Regions from separate parts of the Sus scrofa genome. Here region 2 is linked to region 1. A link is a contact called in public HiChIP or PLAC-seq data. All regions are on one chromosome and are shown on one strand. Each heading gives the region's core, a stretch centred on a gene start, on an enhancer-like site or on the middle of the called end of the contact. The rest is flanking DNA. Distances are from core to core; before and after follow the strand shown.

The links. HiChIP or PLAC-seq counts read pairs in DNA pulled down with a chosen protein or histone mark.
Region 2: an H3K27ac HiChIP or PLAC-seq map of alveolar macrophages shows a contact between it and region 1. The contact joins two enhancer-like sites. A contact is called at or near these places in 7 of 47 Hi-C or Micro-C datasets (fetal heart ventricle, heart right ventricle, liver and 1 more) and 2 of 2 datasets of contacts at active chromatin or transcription factors (alveolar macrophages and skeletal muscle).

Annotation. Positions count from the first base shown.
Region 1 is chr6:150,960,141-150,966,190 of Sscrofa11.1, forward strand. The region is part of intron 4 of NFIA (nuclear factor 1 A-type); the gene reads right to left. Among named protein-coding and RNA genes, the nearest start is that of NFIA, 270 kb to the right of the region's middle. Within about 2 kb of position 3,566, at least 48 of the 83 cell types and tissues checked have an H3K27ac peak or open chromatin away from gene starts, as enhancers often do. A contact at or near this core is called in alveolar macrophages, liver and skeletal muscle, where this site is marked.
Region 2 is chr6:151,176,725-151,183,028 of Sscrofa11.1, forward strand. All of the region lies in intron 2 of NFIA (nuclear factor 1 A-type), which reads right to left. Among named protein-coding and RNA genes, the nearest start is that of NFIA, 50 kb to the right of the region's middle. Within about 2 kb of position 4,342, at least 14 of the 83 cell types and tissues checked have an H3K27ac peak or open chromatin away from gene starts, as enhancers often do. A contact at or near this core is called in alveolar macrophages, liver and skeletal muscle, where this site is marked.

The DNA.
Region 1 (6,050 bases), core at 2,316-4,815:
ACAGCATGGTACTGGTATCAAAACAGACAGACACACCAATGGAACAGAATAGAGAACCCGGAAATAAACCCTGACACCTATGGTCAATTAATCTTTGACAAGGGAGGCAAGAACATAAAATGGGAAAAAGAAAGTCTATTCAGCAAGCATTGCTGGGAAACCTGGACAGCTGCATGCAAAGCAAGGAAACTAGAACACACCCTCACGCCATGCACAAAAATAAACTCCAAATGGCTGAAAGACTTAAATATAAGACAGGACACCATCAAACTCCTAGAAGAGAACACAGGCCAAACACTCTCTGACATCAACATCATGAATATTTTCTCAGGTCAGTCTCCCAAAGCACTAGAAATAAGAACAAAAATAAACCCATGGGACCTCATCAAACTGAAAAGCTTTTGCACAGCAAAGGAAACCCCAAAGAAAACAAAAAGACAACTTACAGAATGGGAGAAAACAGTTTCAAATGATGCAACGGACAAGGGCTTAATCTCCAGAATATATAAGCAACTTATACAACCCAACTGCAAAAAAGCCAACAACCCAATGGAAAAATGGGCAAAAGACCTGGATAGACTGTTCTCCAAGGAAGATATACAGATGGCCAGCAAACACATGAAAAAATGCTCAACATCCCTGATTATGAGAGAAATGCAAATCAAAACTACCACGAGATACCACCTCTCACCAGTCAGAATGGCCCTCATTAATAAGTCCACCAATAACAAGGGCTAGAGGGGGTGTGGAGAAAAGGGAACCCCCCTGCACTGTTGGTGGGAATGGTTTAAACTGGTGCAGCCACTATGGAGAACGGTTTGGAGATACCTTAGAAATCTATACACAGAACTTCCATATGACCCCGCAATCCCACTCTTGGGCATCTATCCGGACAAAACTCTCCTTAAAGGAGACACATGCACCCGCATGTTCATTGCAGCACTATTCGCAATAGCCAGGACATGGAAACAACCCAAATGTCCATCAACAGAGGATTGAATTAGGAAGATGTGGTATAGATACACAATGGAATACTACTCAGCCAGAAAAAAGAATGACATAGTGCCATTTGCGGCAACATGGATGGAACTAGAGACTCTCATACTCAGTGAAATGAGTCAGAAAGACAAAGACAAATACCATATGCTATCACCTATAACTGGAATCTAATATCCAGCACAAATGAACCTCTCCACAGAAAAGAAAATCATGGACTTGGAGAAGAGACTTGTGGCTGCCTGATGGGAGGGGGAGGGAGTGGGAGGGATCGGGAGGTTGGGGTTATCAGACACAACTTAGAATAGATTTACAAGGAGATCCTGCTGAGTAGCACTGAGAACTATGTCTAGATACTCAGATTGCAACAGAACAAAGGGTGGGGGGAGAAAAATGTAAATGTAATGTATACATGTAAGGATAACTTGATCCCCTTGCTATACAGTGGGAAAATAAAATAAAAAATAAAGAAAGAAAGAAATAAAAAGAAATCTTTGCTGACTAAATAAATGATGGGTACCTATAAGGAAAACGAAGCTGGGCAGGGGGTAAACCTTTCCCAAAGTCACCTGGCAGAGCAGATGCCCAGCTCTATTATCCTGGACTATTTTATGATACCATGATGCCATCTTGCATGTAGGTATTATATATTATACATAGAAAGAATTACCTAGAAAAGATTAAAAACAGATGAATATATGAAAAGAGATCATGATAACAAAAGGGCATGTACATCAAGGTGTTAGGTGTTTTGCTCCTCCTGGAATCAAATCTTTATGATAAAGAAGTAAATTTAGCAGGAGCTTTAGCTAAGGAAAGAAAACAAGAGGTCCTCTAAATCTTGCCATGAAAACTCACTGCTAACTCTAACCAGGAAGGCTGTAGGTGTACGAGTACAACAGAAAGGGGTTTGGGGTGAGTAGATGCAAACAATTACATTTAGATTGGCGAGACAACAGGGTCCTACTGTACAGCACAGGGAACTATATCCAATCTCCTGGGAAAGACCATGATGGAAAAGACGATTAAAAAGTGTATATATGTGTGTGTGTGTGTGTATATATATATATTACATATTATATATATATATGAAACTGAGTCACTTTGCTGTACAGCAGAAATTGACATACTGCAAACCAACTATAAATTAAAAAAATAAAGGATGGGACTTCATGCATTTAGCACTGACTGATGGGTCTGCTAATGTGAAGCTTGTGCTTACTGTGGCTCTAATTTTAGCCGACACGGTGGTCATACCACTGCCAGGACATACGCCAAACACGGTATATATGCACATTTCAATTCGTAGGAAAGGGAGGGACACCTTTTACTTTATGTGATTCTTTCTCTAGTGGGTGAGGAGAGTAGGACAAATAAAAAAGAAAAAAAAAAAAAAAACCCATGTTTGGCCACACATACTGTGAGCTGGGATTCAGAAGGGAGTCATTTGACAAAAATTTCTATCACTGCCAGTTCATTCTATTTGTTGCCAGCTTTGCTGTCCAAATATTCACCCCAAATATGTCAAAGAAAATTAAAAGAAGAAAATTATATAACAAAACATCCTTCTGAACTAATTCAATTTCAGTATTTATTTTGAAAATTTATTGAATTATAGTAGAGGAAACCCACTAAATTAAGCTGGCCAGACTGATATTTTTCTTCCTACGAGTATGGCAATATTTATTATTTTATCTATGAGGGGTTGATTAAAACTAGAAAATAAAAACACTTGCAATGTCATCATATATTTAGAATAAGGTGGCTTAGGCAAAATGAAAAAATATATAGGGCCCGTCAGTATTTTCTATTCCATAAACTAACAGATTTTCTGGAAAAACTGCATTTTAGAGATCGGCATTATGATTTTTAAAAGAGATTCCTACTCTTTTGTCTGCTTCACACCAAAGCCTTACTCTGGAATAGGTGCCATTGACTTCTACAGATAGAAAATGTGTGATGCTCATTTTAAAATTACTAGTAGAGCCTGCTATTGACCATCTAATTATGCCGAGTTCCATTTATAAACATAGCTAACCACTAAGTTTATGGAGACTTTTTGTGCTGCTTTAATAGGATATTGATCGAGAGCATAGTTGGAGTGGACTGCCATTGAATTGTGTAATGGCAAACAAAAGGCAAGGTCACAGCCACTGTTCATGCTAGGGCTGCAGTCTATTTTTTATTATAATCTTTTTGTTTCTTCCTTTAATGCTCAAGCCCAAGTGGTTTCTTTTAGAAAGAAGAGGTTGCATAAGAATACAGCCTTAGTTTAAAAAATAATTTCCAGGCCATGATCAGAGGTGAACCAATGGGCCACTTGTTTAGAAAAGAAAGTTTCAAATCTGCTCTACTTTAGCAAAGACCTAAAATCCTGCACATCTTTAAATGGCATCCCAAAGGACTGGGACATCCAGAATCTCTTATCCTACACCAATTTCCTTTGAGTCCGTCTTTGCAAGAACATTTTGTAATTTTCAAGTTTGGGCTTGTTCTGTCAAAGGGCTTCATTTCCTTATTGTACCTTGGAGCCGAGTTAACTGTTGTAGAAGCTCCATCCAGGCAGGTTAGAATATTGCCAACAGCCCCTGCTAAACTGGTGGCCAGAAAACCCTAGGGTGTGGAAATGTGTCCCCAAAGACACGCAAAGGACCTAGAGCCTTAAAAGAAAACTTTAAAAATGAACTACGATTGAGATCTTGGGATTCCCGTGTGAGAACACAGAGCGCACGTTTCTAAGGCAGAAAACAGCCACTAGGGTGCCACCTCATGCCAGGCTGAGGCATACGCCTGGCTCCATTCACTCCCACTCTCCATTGACAAACAGCTCGGGAATCCTGTAGCCACCCAGCAGCTTAGCTTTGTGGCAGAGCCAGGACAATTCAGCTGCTGGATTTTAATAGATTCTGCAGCACTGCAACAGGAACCCAAAATCAGTCTGGGTAACTGAGAGTGCTTTTCACACCCAAAGACTCTAAGGCTGGCCACAGCGTACTGAGAACCCTGGCTTTTCAAAATTCCAGGGCCATGAAGTCATCCCCAGCCACGAAGTTTACTTAACCCTTGCAGCCGACTTGGGGGTACAAACCACTGCCAGAAAATTAGAACCCGCCAGGCCAGAGTCACAATGGCCTGTGTGTATTTGCGGTTTTCCTCTTTCCCAGTGAAGTATTTAAGGTTTCGGAGTCACTCCACCAACTTCAAGTCAAAGAGTCAGCACTTTAGAAGGAAATGGGCAGAAGTACTGGATTTTTTTCAGAAGGATTTTCTGGGTTTCTCCCAGGAAGGATATTTGACAGCCTCAAAGCACACACTCCGAGGAAAACACTGGTACAAAATAAACAAGCGTGGGGGCTGACAGAGAGCTAGCTAAGCGGCGTCATGTAGCAGCCAGTAGAGTGGGCTCTCTTTGCAGCAACTTCATAGGAAAGAGACCCATCTGAAAATGCTTCTAGAAGGCTTTGTTTGAAAATGCAGCATCATGTAAGAGCCATTTCAACAGATGGTTCCTGTCTCTTTCCCCAGAGTATTATGCTAAAACAACTTTAGCGATTCTGAACTTCATTGTTAGCACTTGTAAACCCCCTCCCCCAGAGCAGAGACGTCTCTCTTTCTCTCTGGCGCGGTGTCTCGTGGTCTGCATTTCGCCCTGCCTCCCCCGGCACAAAGTGATAAATAACCAGAACTATTTTCAGATGGTCCTAGCACATGCGGGAAAAGGTAGGAGGAGAATGAATATGTTTGCTTTTATGCTGTACAGTATTCTCTTTGCTGCTAAGTGAAACAGAACTCTCCTTTCTTGCCTTTCATCGACTCTGGATGATGCAAAAAATTAAAAGGTGGCTAGGCAGGAGGCAAGGGTGAGAGGGGAACAAGTGGTGGGAGCCGGCAGCAGGAGCCCCTGATTTCCCACAGCCCCCGCGCATCCGAGCAGGATCATTTAATGTCAGGCCACCTTGTCGCTTGACCCTCACGTCTCAACGTGTGAGGCTAAGCCGGCAGCTTTCTCTTGAGTTTCTCTGCCACTGCCACCCTTTAGTAACACGATTATAAACAACAAACTTAGCACATAGTTATTTCAGTAAATCCTCATGAGGAAATACCGAAATAGCATCTCCCTCCTCTATTAAAGTTAAAAGGAGGAAAACTAAAAACAGAAACTAACTGGAAACCTGGGGAAAGTCAATATTTACATTCGCAAATTTAAAAACTGAATTGGAAAGATCCAGAAAGAGGGAGGATTTTCAAGCTAAGGCCACCTTTAGTGTGAAATTTCCGGGCCGTGTATGTGGTCAGGTCGGTGTGACTGGGGGGAAGTGGGTGGAACTGGCATAGGTTAAGAGGAAGTTAAGGAGAAATCTGTGACGAAGTGGAAGAAACTCTATGACATTGAGACCCTTAGAAACATCCCGGTAAGAGGCTAAATTAGAGAAAGATCATGGGTTGGGAGGGTGGGAAGATGGCTAGCGGGAAGACAGGTGGTTTTTAAGGAAATGAGACTATTCCGCATGGTACTGCAATCATTAGATCCATTCTTCAAAACCCAGAGATTATACAGCACAAAGAATGACCCCTAACGAAAACTACAGACTTTAGGTAATAATAATGTATCAATATCAGCTCATCCATTGTAATAAACATACCACACTAACAAAACATGTTAGTAATAGGGGAAACTGAGGAGCAGTGGCTATATTGAAATTCTGTACTTTCTGTTAACCTCTAACTATAAACCTAAACTTCCCTTAAAAAAAAAAAAAAAAAGCCTATTCATTAAAAAAAAAATCAAACCTGAAAACAAATTCAGGAAAAACTGTTGTAATTAAGTATTTTGCTTGTTTTGGTTTATCTGAAAATCATTTTACTTTTTTTACTACACAAATTAATAATCAGAAGGTTTATCAACTCTAACAAGAAATGCTAATTTAATAAAAAGGCAGAAACTTTGGACTTAGTTCTATAATGCACTTAGTTATAGGAGAGGTCATGACAAAACCCTCTGCAGTGAGCTAGCTGAGTATTGCAAAGTGAAAAGCGCAAATTTCTCAACTTTG
Region 2 (6,304 bases), core at 3,092-5,591, 220 kb after region 1:
GCTGCCGACCTGAAGGAGCTCCCAGGCAACTGAGACGCCAACACCTACTCAACAGCAGATGAGGGCCAGGATATTCCCCAATATCCCTCTCACCTGCTTTCAAGGTTCCTGCAGAGTAAAGGGTAAGGTTTTGGAGAGTAATAATTAGGCTTACAATGGAAAACAAAGAAAAATGAAAAATAAACAACGCAAACTCCTTAAGATTTATAGTTTTTACCTTTTAAAGGACACTTTCTAAAAAAGCTCACTATAAGAGTATTACTCTTGTCCATGTTTAAGGGCATAAGTACTCCTTTATAATGTCCAGGAGTATCAAGAGAATGCAGAAAACACTGCAAATTTTCATTTGAGCTACGCATCTTATGAGACCATTTACCATGCGCCTGCTGGACAACGTAAACAGTATCGACGATGGTTATTTGAATTTACGGTCACTTGGGAAGCCCTCCTCGAAGAAGTTCGTTAATTCAACCTGGAGAAAGTTCTCGTCTTTGAATAGTTCTTAACTCTTGAAGATAACAGCTTCCTTTAAAAACCTGACAACTGTAACCAACCCCCTTCCCAGAAAAATTCACACGGAGTCTAAATTCTCCATGCGCTATCAGGAACTAGTACACAGACCACAAGTTAACCTAGCCTGTTTGTCCCGTTACTACTTTTATTAATGGCCTGAATGACGCCATACTAACAGTTGGCTGATGAATCAGGCAGAGCGGAATGAAACGAACGTATCTGCTAACACTCATCTTCTTTGAGTCTAGACCTCTAGGATTCAAAGAGAAAAAGAGCTCCATATGTTGGAAGGTGGACGGCAGTCAGTATGAGGACATTTATGTGCGTGCGTGTGTTCATTTAAAAAAAAAAAAAATCAACTATGTACAAGATGGCAGAGACCATATGGGTAGCAGTGGCTGTTAACATACCTGAATGAGGAAAGAAAATTCCATCAACTCTGTGATGTTCCTGAGGTGGAAAGGAGACCGAGGAGAGATGTTAATGAGAGGCAGATTTCAGCTAAATAAAAGAAAGCATTTTCCAGCAACGCACATCAAGATGGAAGAGGCAGCCCGGGGAGGAAGAGGGCGCTTCTCCAGCCTGGGAGGCAGGTTAGTGCGGTGCAAAACGATGGGAGGAGGTCCTAATTTCTGTTGGGCCTTAAGCTAGACACACGAGCGGAGGCAAGTCGCCTTACAGGTTGACCTAACTTAATTTCCTCATCTGTAAACTGTATGTCATAAAACCCACACGTAAGTTAAACAGGAGATGGTGAGCACGTGCCCGAGCAGTATCTCGAGAGAGGAGGTATTCAGCATCAGCCACCTTCACTCCCACTCCCTCACGTCCCTCTGGAAGTATTTACGCAGAGGCTGTTGGGGGCATCACACGGGAGTTTCTAACAGAGCAAGGCTGTGGGACGCAATGGCCTCTAAGATCCTTTTAAGTCTAGGATTTGGTTAGCACAGCTATTCTGAGGCGATAGCTCTTCTACGTGAGGCGTAGGATGTTGACAATGATTTACTTTCGTCCTTCTCCCCTCCTTGAGCAGCCACCTGAAAATCAGAATGAATGCTCTTATTTTTCTTCTTCGGTATTCTATGCTTGCTGGCTCATTCCACTTTATTTCAAAGAATTTTCCATAAGCTCTTAAATGTTTCCATATGACACCATATTCTGCAGGTAACCTGAGTTCATACCATTCCCCAAACACGAGTCCCTGTAAAAGGTTCCAGGATCTCTTTGTGTGCTCTGAATAGAATTTGTTAGGCTGCCAAATCATTCGGTCTTCTCCAGATAGCCTTGTCGTTCCTAACTTGGTTATCAAATTCTGTTATCAGCATATTTTAATCAAAGCCTTTCAAAAACAGTCTGAGGGTTAGGAAACAGCATAAGGTCTAAATGAAAAAAGGCCAGAGGCTAAAATATACCTACCAAGGGGGACAAAAGCGAAGGGCTATTCTGACTTTGCTTTAGGACACAACAACAGCGGAAGCTACTGTCCTCTTAGGAGGGGGAGAAAAAAAAATGCCAGCTCAAATGTCACATGTGAATAAATTATTGGCCGCGCATAAACAACAACAAAAAAGGAGGGGTTCTGGTTTTCTTCCTAACCCGTGAGTTTACACAAGACCTCTTTAAAAAGAGGGAATCTTTCTTTTGTCAAGAAATCATCATCTGCTGCTTGAAGAATTTAAAAATAAAATGAAACATTAAAAAAAAAAAAAGGAAGAAAATTCCCGGGCTCCGCGCCTCCTAAGGCAGCAGAGATTCACTCCTCTGGTGGTGAGAAGCAGAGATGGTGGGCGCGATCCAGAGTCACAGCTGCTTGGGAAGCCGCCGGGCGCTCCTGTCATTTCAGAAGCCTTGCTGTGCACACACATCTGAGCGGGGCCACCTGGATTCCCTCCTCCCGTGGAGGGAGGCCAGGTTACAGTCGCTCCATCCATGCCACTCTCTGGAAGGAGGAAGGTCTCTGCACAGAGTGTGTGCCACCCTCCATGCAGCCTGCTCTTTCAAACAGGGCGATAATTAAAAAGGGGGGGGGGGCAAAAAAACAAACAAAAAAAAAACCCCGGCTGCCTCCTCCCATCCAGCCCCAATTTTATAACCAAAAGAAATCATTGTTTCTTTCATTATTACTTTCTTTCAACCATGACAATAAACACTCTTTGGCAAGTACCTCATCAGAGGAAAGCTATTCAAAGAATTTCACATTGATAACACCACCCGTGTGGTGCTGGAAAGAACTTTGTTGATAATTCGTCCTGAACCTCTCACGATCCAGATACCTGGAATGTCTGCTCCTTGGCCAACGGAAGTAGAAAACCTTTAGGAAGGATTCGTAATTCAAATCTTCCTGTCCGTTCTGGACAGAATGAATTTTCCTTCCTTTGCGACCCGGCATCTCTTATACGCCCCTGATGCCATTGTGCAGTTGTGAGGTCCCGTCTCCACTGCAAGACCTGAAGCCTCTTGAGAGAAGGGCCCAGTCTTTCTCCTCTAGGGGTCCCTGATGCCTCGCATAATGGTCAGCTCAGAAAATTCTCAGTTGCCTCAACCAATGGCTGATGAATTAAGTGGGATCAAAGGACACTGAAGGTCAAGAAGCTAAAAGGACTGGCCAAGGATCACAGGGCTACACCAGGAACTAAATCCCCCAGTGGGGCTCTCTCTTCTCCACCGGGACTCCCCCTGCCAAAAAAAAAGGTGAGAGGAATGGCTTAGGACTTTACCGTCTCTCAAACCCCAACTGTCCTCCTTTCAGCCCAGAAGCAACTCTTCTTCGAATAAGACACTCAGATTCAAGAAAAAGGAATCTGTGTTGCCTAGTATTAAATAATTTGATAAAAAGCTGGTAAAAACAGAAAGGTTTTACACATGCAAATCTGCCCTTGCACCCAATTTCAATTCTCTTATTTTCCTGATCTATATTCCTGCTCTCCAGATGGACCATCAGCTTTATACCAATGCCAGCAACAGCTTGCGTATTGTTTGTTTAAAACAAAGATGATGGATTAAATATCATATGCAATGTGAGGAAAGAGGTTAAGGCTAATATTCCTGTTCTGAAATATATCATAAACCCAGTCCATGAGCTTTTGTCCCCAGTGGATTCGTATAAATAAAAATTTAATTTTATTTTTCAGACTCATAAGAGGAAGCATGCATTCATCTAGAATATGGAGCCTTTCCATCGCTCCAGATTTATTCTTGTTCTAAGGCATCATTACCCTCCAAATTATACAGACTTATGTCATTTCATTGAAACACTCATTCACCCATCACATGCCCAGATCCAACAGTAACACTTTTGTTTTACAATTATGCCAAAATGAGCAAACTTGAAATTCTTTCACCTATATTTGAGTACTCTGCAAAATGTCTTTAATCATCTCAAATAAATTCCAACCAAAAAAAAAAAAAAAAAAGATCTACCATTTCAATGCAAAATATATAAACCAAAGAAATCATAGCAGAGGTCTCTTCGTACCCTCTGCATTATTCTATGAAGCTTCCTACAAAGTAGTCGCCAGTAGGGTGGACTGGGTATCAAAAACAGCCTACTATGCAGGCTTCCCACACAGTAATTTACATATTTACATGTAATTTCCATTAGAACAATAATTTAAGGGAGGGAGGCACTTGTAGAAGCCAGGATGAAAGAACTGTGCAAAATGCAAAGCTAATTCCATCAAGGGATTCTGATGATAGGATATCAGTTAAGTAGATTATCATCAACAAAAGAATACTCATTAGGATCTAGGAGTCCCAAGAGGAATATCTCTAGAAAAAGAAACCCAAGGTGCAATCTCCACTTCCTCCTGGCTACACAGAGGCGGGTACTGAGTAGACACAAGGAGCCCATAGGAAACCGAAACAAAAGCACAGTCTAATCCTAGACACAGCCTAGCCATCAGTTTCTTGACCGAAAGTTTTATTATTCTGCCATTTCTGTCACCCAGTCAGGTTGAAACTTTATTTAAGGCTGGAGTTTGGCCCTCCCCAGTTGCACCATGAAGAGAAAATATTTAGAGAAAGGTGTTTTGCAATTCCCGTGTTTGGAATGAGTGATAAAATCTGCAGTGCTACCGATGCTTTCTAGATGCCAGTTAAATGACATCCATTTTATATGTTAGGCCTGAAGAGCAGGCAGACTGTATGTCTAAGGAGACGCCCAACAGCCCTGTACAAACTCTGGGATACACGCGAGGTAGTCTCAAACTTTAAAATATGACGCTTATGGCAACCTGACTGCTAAGAGCACAATTAATCCAGTCTTCTCTTCCTACACTATAATTCATTCTTTCTCTGTTTTACAATACTAGATTGCCATTTTCTCTTGTATGCCTGCACATGTGAAAATACTAGCAAACTAAAAGACATATACAAGCCTCCAGACCAAAAAAAAAAAAAAGGAAGTGATAACACAGAATGTTCCTATTAGCCATATTAAAAAAAAAAAAAAAATAGGGTCACAAACATATCAAGATAAATAAGTGAACACAATAAATTTAACTTTTAAATATGGAAAAGCCCTATTCACAAGCACAGATATAAATTTTATCTGGGACCTTGAAGCTTAAATTTGGATTAAATGAAACCTCAGGTCCCTTACAGCTATAATGTTCTATGACTCTTTGAGTCTATTTTTATTTGTTCACTTGAATTTCTTCTTGACAGGGAAGGTAGCTTTAGCCTCCCTTTAGAATATCTTTCCACCTACACATCTTCCTACTGCACTAACACAAGTTGAGCTGAATGCACAGTTATGTAACTTTAAGATCAAAAGAAAATGGAAAAGGGAGTCCTACCCCAGCCCCACATGCTATCACTACCAAGACCCAGCCAGGGAACATTGCATTTTACCAATAAACTAAAGACAGCACTAAAATATTTGCCAAAAGATTAGGTCAAAAATTCTTTCTTTGGATTTATGGTGTGTGTGGGGGGGAATCACATCACTGAAAGTTACCTGAATGATGCTATCTACTGCTATAACTGCCTTCACAAGGCTATTTAAGAAGAGCAGAAAGAATCTTTTATTGTACACAGCTACTATGGAGTGTAAATTCTTTGCCTCATAAAGCGAACTCTATTTGTGTTGCATGTATATTCACCATTTCCTGCAAATGGGGTAAAAACTAATTCCAGATGAGTAGAAAAATGTCTTAGTTTTCACAGAAAATTAATTCCAGGGAAAAAAATGCTAAAGAGTTTTTTAAAAATCTATAACTTTGTAGATCAATATCTGGTTTCTTGCTTCTATGTTTTACTCCCCAGATTTTTTTTTTTTTTTTTTTTTTTGGAGGGTCAGTTTGTGACCTTTCCATTCTGAGCATAAGATTGCTAATTTCCATCCAGAATCCAAGAGAGCTTTCGTGTTTCCTTGCCCCAAAGAGAACACTTTTTAAAGATCAATATAATACAGCATATATCACCTGAAAAACAAGGATTCAAAAAGCCCCGGGAAGAACAGAGTTAAAGACGATCATTTAATCAACCTTAACTCACACCAGAATATTTAGCGATTGCGTCATTCCCAGTACACAAGTCACACGCTGTCCTCAGTTCACTGCATTGAGTAACAGACAATGCAACGCTTTAAATTTGATTTCCTAATGTCCTGGAGGTCGATGTGAGACCTTGCCATTTGTTAATACTTTTAAGTTTATTTGAGTTTTTTTTAAAAAACGGAACCTGGCACTATAGCTAAGAGACGTGGTTAACAAAATACAAGTCACTAATTAGACAACCCAAAATGCGAGCATTGCCATGTTAAAGTTTTAAACCTGATTTGAGTGGTTAA